Regions from separate parts of the Triticum aestivum genome. Here region 2 is linked to region 1. The links are chromatin contacts, called in public Hi-C maps. All regions are on one chromosome and are shown on one strand. Each heading gives the region's core, a stretch centred on a gene start, on an enhancer-like site or on the middle of the called end of the contact. The rest is flanking DNA. Distances are from core to core; before and after follow the strand shown. Region 1 holds the start of LOC123145868 (autophagy-related protein 18b). Region 2 holds the start of LOC123145871 (protein TIC 55, chloroplastic).

Region 1 (3,865 bases), core at 816-3,315:
TCTGATGCTTTATACACTAAAGCAGATCCTTTTGATGTGCTCGCTGGGATGGCTAAATAACACCATTCTGAATTAGGAGCAAATGCACAAAGGCCTGGTATTTAAAATTAACAACGTTAGCAGCAAATATGCAAAGCAAATTTTGTTTCAAAGCAAAACTAGTTCAAAAATACTTTCTGAGTTGCCCCCAGATAATTGTCTGGAATAGTAGTATGAGCCGCAATTTGAAAATTTTGGGTAGGATGCTTACCTTTAGGATTATGTACCGTGTCAATTTCCTCCAAGATACGAGTGCTGTTTAGATCATAAATAAAGGTCTTGTCCTGCAAAACAACAATAAGCCTGCACATAATGTGACAACCTTTTTTATAATAAAACTCAATGAGAAAAATGCATGCATAACATCCCTGGTCCAAAACTCGATAGACATACAACAATTACACAAGTAAAAATTTTTGTTATCACAGGAAGTCAGGAACTAATGGATAGAAGCATCTTTTACATTTTCTTTTTGCGAGGAATAGATAGAAGCATATGATTAAGCGTCATGATCTCTGACAGCATTGTTAATTAGAATGGACCTGCTAGACTTCTCTTCTCAAATTGCAGGATATATAAAGAACATAGAGGCTGATTGGTTTGCTACCAATATTTGGCAAGCCAACATTTGGCAAAACCAAAAGTTGCCAACATTTGGCAAAACCAAAAGTTGCCAACATTTGGCAACCTTCTGTGAGATTGACAACGAAAATTGGTATGCAACCAATCTCTAGCCAATATTTGGCAGTTGCCAAAATTTGGCATGCCAACTTTTGGCAACAAACCAATTAGGCTCATAGTCATCACTAATGTACGACAGTCTTAAATGTGCTCAGGCAATCTAGAGATGGACCTAATTAGTAACAGGTGAGTGAAATACTAGCTAGGGTACTCAGTCTCTTCTAGACAGGAAGGATTGGTGGTGTACCTCGTTCTACTAAACCGAACAGCCAAAATTGTACTCCTGAAGTTCAGATCCTTCTTTGAGGCGCCTGTAATGGTATTGAAGAGGCAAAGGCGACGAGGAGACCGTGAAGGCTGCAAAAGGCAATTTGAACCAACCACGTCATCCATGTAAAACTTGATTCCTCAAACTTCAACCGCACAACAACGAACAAATCGATTCGTCGAACTTCAACCGCACAACAGGGAACAAATAGAACGAAAACGAGGAAAAGAGCGCGTCAGATACCTGCTCCCCAGTTCCGACCATAGCGATGAGGTTCGTAGCAAACCACAGCTCCACGACATTCAGTCCTCCAAGTTCTGCAACCACAGAAGAGGCACATACGGTTTAACGCATTAGCTATTTATGATAAATTCATAGAGCGATAGTTATTGCCTAGGCGGGTTTAGTCACCCAATAATGCGTTGACAGAAAGGGAATTTGCATTGCTATCTGGTTCTACCCTCTACCAATGCACAATGATTGTGTTCACAACTAGTCTGAATTAGGCAGGAAGCACAAAGCAACCTTGATTGTTCAGCATAAGCTTCTACATAGAAGTAGCCGGTTTTACACTAGGAGCTACACAATTAACTTGTTCCAACTTCTAAGTACAATTGGATATTCGCAGTGAACGACTGCTATGAGGGGGAGAGCTCTGAAGCAAGCCTTACTGTTGTCGTTGCAGAGCCTCCCGGTCCGGGCATCGAAAATCTTGAACCCTTCCTTGGTCCCGACGGAGAACATGCTGAAGCAAAGCACAGGCAAACCCAGAGTCAGACCCAGCGCTCCCCTCCGGCGAATCCGACCCCCCAGACCCGCCGGAATCGAGCACGAGAGCGCATATCCCGCCGCCCCGCTCCCGCGCGTACCTGTTGTCCTGGTTGAAGGAGACGCAGAGAATCTGGGGCCGGGACGAGCCGCTCGCCATCGCCGGCGCCGCCGCCTGCTCGCTCGCCGGAATCGGATTTTCTTTTTCTCTCCTCCGCGGCTGAAGGGGAAGTTCGGTTGCGCCGCCTGCGTGCGTGTCCGGGAATAAAGTAGTGAAAATATTCGGCGGTGGGATGGCTTTACGTGTAGCTTCTTCCCCGTTTCGTAGCCCAGTTGGGCGCCTTTGCGTGCGTCGTGGACAGATTAGAAGCTTCGGTTTAACGGTAAAACCAACGGAATCCGTTTTGGTAACGGCTCATACTCCTTTTTTTCTTGGCAAAATGTTCAGACTCCTGGAGAACAGAAGGACTTTTTTTTTTAAGAATGAAAAAAAAAAAGACATACTAGAGTGAGATTGTTGTAAGTTTTCTGAGACACGGCAGTTTTTGGCAATGAAATTTGTGTATTTGAAGAGTGCCTCAGGCGTACGAAATTACATTTTCTTAAGTGGATGGATACAGATTCATCACGCCACGTGTGAAAAGCAGTCACACTTTTATTATGAGGATTTATTATTACATGAAATAGTTCGAAAAACTATGTGCTTTCATGTGAAAATAGTTTTGACCACTATAACATGATGGAGATGACTTTTTGGACATCCAATATCATGGGGAAAATAGGTTTTTTAGTGGTTTGTAAACTTGTTTATTTTCTTTAAGCAAAAGGGCAGTGCTATGTTGTATTCCCACGTTAGAAAATTCCTTATGTCGAGGTAAGAGCATCTACAACCGGACATATCAAATATGACCCCTTAAACGCCCGCGGACGCGCCGGGTCAGTGACCGGGCGTGTCCATTTTGAGCCCTCATTTATCCGTCCGCGCAACCACACTCCTTATTTTTCTCCTCATATGTCCAGTCACTTGCACGTGATTGGTGGAGACGAAGAGAGAGAAATAAAAGATTAAATAAAGAAAGAGAAAAGGTGGTCCGGGATGGGGCCGCGTTCTACGTGGCGGACTGCCCGAGCGTGCCCGGGCGCGTCCGCGAGCCCTCATATCCTCCCCATATTTAAGATGGATATGAGGGTTCGCGGACAACCCGGGCGTATAGAGATGATATGAGGGGTCTGGTTGGGTCACATTTTTCCTTTTCTCTCATGTCTGGTCACTGACCGGGCGCGTCCGCAGGCGTATGAGGGATGGTTTGAGGCGTCCGGCTGTAGATGCTCTAACAGTTCATATGTTTATTGAAAGAGTTGACTCGGTGAGCGTTAAATCCCCAGCTACATTGTGCTACACGTCCAATGATGCGTGTGAGCAATGAGTTCATTAGGGAAGCAGATGTATTTTTTTCTTAACTCTTAGTTTTAGAAATAGTTGAAAAGGAGGCCATAAAATAGGCATGACACATTGTTGGAAAGTGAAAAAAAATATTATATGTGAAAGTGCTAGTTATCGACTAGAGGGGGGTGAACAGACGGTTTTTATGAAAGTCTTCAAAACACGGGGGCTTTGAAGACAAACAATAGAAATGAACCCATTGATATGCAGCGAAAGGTAGACTACACAAGACAAGCCATAGTCAAGTAAGCAATGAAGTGAAAGTACGAAGACTATCAGCAGCTAGATAGTATGGATCAGGATGGAAGATAGTATGAAGCCAGACAACAACAGTCTTCGCACAGTGAAGACAATCAGATCATGCAAGCAGGCAATGACTTCACGAAGACAAACTGTAAAGTAAAGAGATGGGAAGGATAGAACCAGTTGCTTGGTGAGGACAAGGATTTGGTAGACCAGTTCCAGTTGCTGTGACAACTGTACGTCTGGTTAGGGAGGCTGAGATTTAACTCAGAAGACCGTGTCTTCACGTTATTCCCCTTGAGCTAAGAACACTTAGTCCTCGCCCAATCACTCTGGTAAGTCTTCAAGGTAGACTTCCAAACCTTCACAGACTTCGTTCACTGGCAATCCACAATGGCTCTTGGATGCTCAGAACGGACGCC
Region 2 (4,239 bases), core at 1,586-4,085, 270 kb after region 1:
CCGTACGTCGTAGTTTTCCAATGGATCTGACCGCTGATATATTTTATCTGTTCACCCTGCCTCGCGTGCGCCCGTACGTCTGGTCACGACCAACACACACGTTACGAAATTTCGCCTCGTACGCTCGACGGTTTCTGAAGAACACTCGTCCTATTTCTGTGGACCAAAAAGAAATTCTTGAACAGCATGTAAAACCTACAGTCGTCAAATCTGTGCGCGCGAATGCGGCGTTGGTCTTTGGTCGGAAGGCTTGTACCGCCCGGACCACGGACGCAGACCCGCCCGATCCTGTGGCCACGAGTCATACTGGTCGCCACGGCGCCTGGCCGCGTTGCCGTCCAAGGAAACAGTGGCTTGCACGCCAGAAAGAAAGAGCCGCCGGAGCCACACTTGTCTCCGCTTCCTTCCGGCTGAGCCCTGCCGGCGACGCGAGGAGCGCAGATAGAAAACCGAGGCAGGCGGCGTTGATGCCGATGGCTCGACTGCCATGGACGGCGACGCCAATTAATTTGGCCGCAAGAGACTAGACACAGATGCAATGGATCATACGCACTTCCTCCGTCCATAATCTAAGAGGGGTTTTACACTAGACTAATATCAAAAATGCTCTCATATAATGGTACGGAGGAAGGAGTAGTTCATGCATGCAGCAGTGACGCGCGACAGATGGGCAACGGATGATGGACAGACACAATCGTGTCTCTTGTGCTACAGAGAAGTGAGCGCCGCTGTACACGCTGGAACAGTTCTTGGGTGGTCGATGCGGGAGCACTGTTATGGAGTGATTAGAGGGAAAAGCTTAAAAATATGTCTAAATTTTCATTATTGCCATCTACTTTATTTTTGCCAAGAGCATTCGTTAGGACGTGCTTACAAATGACCGTTGTTTTTTTATTTAAAAGATATTTAGTTATTGTTGGAATACATTAATATGTCTAAATTTTCATTAAAATTCTAGGTTGGGCCGAGCTTAAAAATGCCCAACCTTTTTTATTTAAAACATTATTTATTTATTTTTGTAATATATTATGTCTATATTTTCATTAAAATTCTAGTTGGGCCTTCGGACCAAAAGCCATATCCCGAGCCCTTGGTCGTCCTGTCCTGAACCCTAGAATGTCGTCAACGAATTCTCCGTCGCCTCCCCTGCCTCAACCCACCTTCTTCTACACCCTTGTCTCCCTTAGATGGCGATGAAGCTCCATCCTTGCCCAGCACATGGTCGGTGGCTCTGTTCTTCCCTAACATCACTGCCTTCGGCTATTTCTAGTCGATGGTGGACCTTGTACCCAAAGGGTATAACAGAGGGTGGGGGGGGGGGGTCTTGTTTTGGGTGTAGCAGCAACATCTAGTCGTCATATTTTAGACATGTAGGAACCAGAAGCGTGCGGATGGTGGCTGTGCTACATTCATATGGACAACACGACATCACTTGGCTGGTGTGTGCACCAAGCATGTGCCAGGGCGATTGCACTTTAGTGATGTGTGAGCACGCCACGACATGGACATTTGCGATATGGTCTCTAAGATTGATAATGGAGGTATGTCGTCCTGACAGGTTCGACGCCCTTTGGGGTTGCTCCTCTTACTACCACTGGTGGCAATGGGTTTTTTCCTCCATTTGAGGTGGCAAGAGAGAGATATCTCGTCGTGTGTGGTATTTTGTGTGTGATGCAGCAGTGGGGCTTTGAGCCACTGGTGCAGACATTGGCTCAGCCGTATGAGAGGGAGGACTACTAATTTGGTTTGATATAAGATATCGGTCAAGTCGCTGGAGGAGTTCCGGCAGTAGCCTAGGTGGCTATCTATGGCGGAACTAGTCACACCACCGTGGATTCTTCTAAAATAACCGGTGGGGTATCTTTTGTAAGATCCACCATCAAGAAAATGAATAGAGCACCACTCCATATGGAACCTACATTCCGACCTTAACTCGATGGAGCCAACAATAATGTTAATTTTGTGTTGACCCGTGTTGATGCTCTCAGTTATTGGTTGGATTTGACATTAGGATGAAAAGGATAAAGATGTGGCTAGATCTCAGTTGATTGGTTTAGCTAAATTTCACCCCACTGACATCAGTATATGATGTTTGCCTTTTTTTTTTCCTTTTTCTTGTCTTTGTGTTTTCTATACTTCCTTTTCTTCTTTCGCGCGTGTCTAACAAGGGATGTGCAACTGTAGGATGTGTGACTGCTGAGATATATGTAATTATAGTTGCCCGGCCGACCGAGATATGCAATTGTAGTTGTGCCCGTCCGACAAGGATATGCAAATGTAGTTGGGTGCCAGCAACTGTACTTGAGTGGAAAAGAGCAAAACTAGAACACAAGATGTATTAAAAACAGCGTAAAAGGTGCACTATGAAATGATAAAAAGCGGGTAATGAAAAAAATCCGAAAGAATATCCACATAAATTGACGAGTGTAATGTTAATCAAGATTTAACTAATTCAATCGATTAAGAACCAACAAATCCAAGAGGAAAAGAAAACCATATTCAGGCGCAAGGATGCACTTTATTCCTTTTTTTCTCTCGAAAAGGACCATATCTATTATAAAGATTCACCAAGAGTACAAGAAACCTCAAATACAGACGTTTATCTCAAAAGAATGCTGACTTGACCCTGAATGTTTTGGTCACTTTCTCATAGGTCGCTCTTTGTTTGGTCATTTATCTAATCTGTCGGTAGAATATTTTTGAACTTGTCGCATAATGTCAAATTTGTCCCGGATGCGTGTGGAACTCACTCGCCAGTTTGCACGACAGGGACACAGGCGACTCGCCAGAACCTCTATTGAGTCTCATATATACGTACGTGTAACGTAGCGGGAAGCAAAGAGTCGTGTGTCTGCATGCAAACCCACGAGGCCTCTACAGTTTTTTTATCCGGGGCATCGAGCGGGCGAGCTCTGTGCGCCAACCAAACCACCACCACAGACCAGACCAGACATGACGCCCCCTCCTCCCACCACCGCGCTGCCCCGCCCCTCCCTCCTCCTCGCGGTCTCCTCCGCCGCGCTCAAGATCTCCTCCGCGGCGGCGAGCCCAGCGCGTGGCGTGCGGTGGCAGGGGGTCGGGGTCGGAAGGGGGAGGAGCCGCGCCGTCGGGAGGTGCTGGGCGGCGGCGGTGGAGGAGGCCGGCGCGCAGGAGCAGGACGGCGTGCTGCTCCCCCAGGAGGGGGAGGGGAGCGAGGCGGCCGGGAGGTACGACTGGCGGGAGGAGTGGTACCCGCTGTACCTGTCCAAGGAGGTGCCCGACGACGCGGCGCTCCCGCTCACCGTCTTCGACCGCCAGCTCGTGCTCTACCGCGACGCCGCCGGCGTGCTCCGCTGCCACGAGGACCGATGCCCGCACAGGTAGACGAGTGTGTCAGTACTTATCTCGTTTCAGTATAAAATCCCAATTCGTGCATCTAAACTTAGAAATCCATCTTCATTCGAGCAGATGAAACTAGATCGCCATGATTGATAACTGAAGTTATAATACTGTGTAGCTCCGATCCTCTAACTGATCGCATGATCCAAACATGGCCGATTGCACTGCAGGTTAGCCAAGCTGTCAGAAGGGCAGCTCGTCGACGGCAAGCTGGAGTGCCTCTACCATGGCTGGCAGTTCGACGGCGAGGGCAAGTGCGTCAAGATCCCGCAGGTCTTGTCTCGTCCTGCACTTCTTTCGAATCAAGTTCATTCATGGATCAGTACTACGAACGCATGAGAAAATTCATGTGTTTGATTTGATTGATGCGCATGCAGCTGCCTGAGGGCGCCAAGATCCCGCGGAACGCGTGCGCGCGCAACTACGAGGTGCGGGACTCGCAGGGGGTGGTGTGGGTGTGGATGTCGCCGGCGACCCCGCCGGACGCCAAGAAGCTGCCGTGGTTCGAGCCGTACGCGCGGGCGGGGTTCACGGACCTGTCCACGGTGCACGAGCTCCCCTACGACCACTCCATCCTGCTGGAGAACCTCATGGACCCGGCGCACGTGCCCATCTCGCACGACCGCACCGACTGGACGGCCAAGCGGGAGGACGCGCAGCCGCTGGCCTTCGAGGTCGCCGAGCGCACCGCCCGGGGCTTCGCCGGCCACTGGTGGCGCGAGCGCGCGCCGCACCTCCGCAACCTGCTCCGCTTCGAGGCGCCCTGCGTGCTCACCAACACGCTCGAGTTCGTGGACAAGGACGGCAGGGAGCAGTGCTTCTCGGCGCAGTTCCTGTGCCGGCCGGCCGGGCAGGGGAAGT

Evidence for each region. A called contact is a pair of places that touch in the nucleus more often than the background predicts.
Region 2: a Hi-C map of leaf shows a contact between it and region 1, with 5 times the contacts expected there. The contact joins the promoter of LOC123145871 here to the promoter of LOC123145868 in region 1. A contact is called at or near these places in 1 of 5 Hi-C or Micro-C datasets (leaf) and 1 of 1 datasets of contacts at active chromatin or transcription factors (leaf).

The regions. Positions count from the first base shown.
Region 1 is chr6D:458,247,359-458,251,223 of IWGSC CS RefSeq v2.1, forward strand. LOC123145868 (autophagy-related protein 18b) reads right to left here and starts at 2,066. Exons shown (of 11, transcript XM_044565376.1): 1 at 1,858-2,066; 2 at 1,660-1,733; 3 at 1,232-1,305; 4 at 968-1,077; 5 at 251-342; 6 at 1-94. The coding sequence starts at 1,916.
Region 2 is chr6D:458,519,498-458,523,736 of IWGSC CS RefSeq v2.1, forward strand. It overlaps LOC123145871 (protein TIC 55, chloroplastic), which reads left to right and starts at 2,836. Exons shown (of 3, transcript XM_044565382.1): 1 at 2,836-3,359; 2 at 3,549-3,651; 3 at 3,756-4,239. The coding sequence starts at 2,953.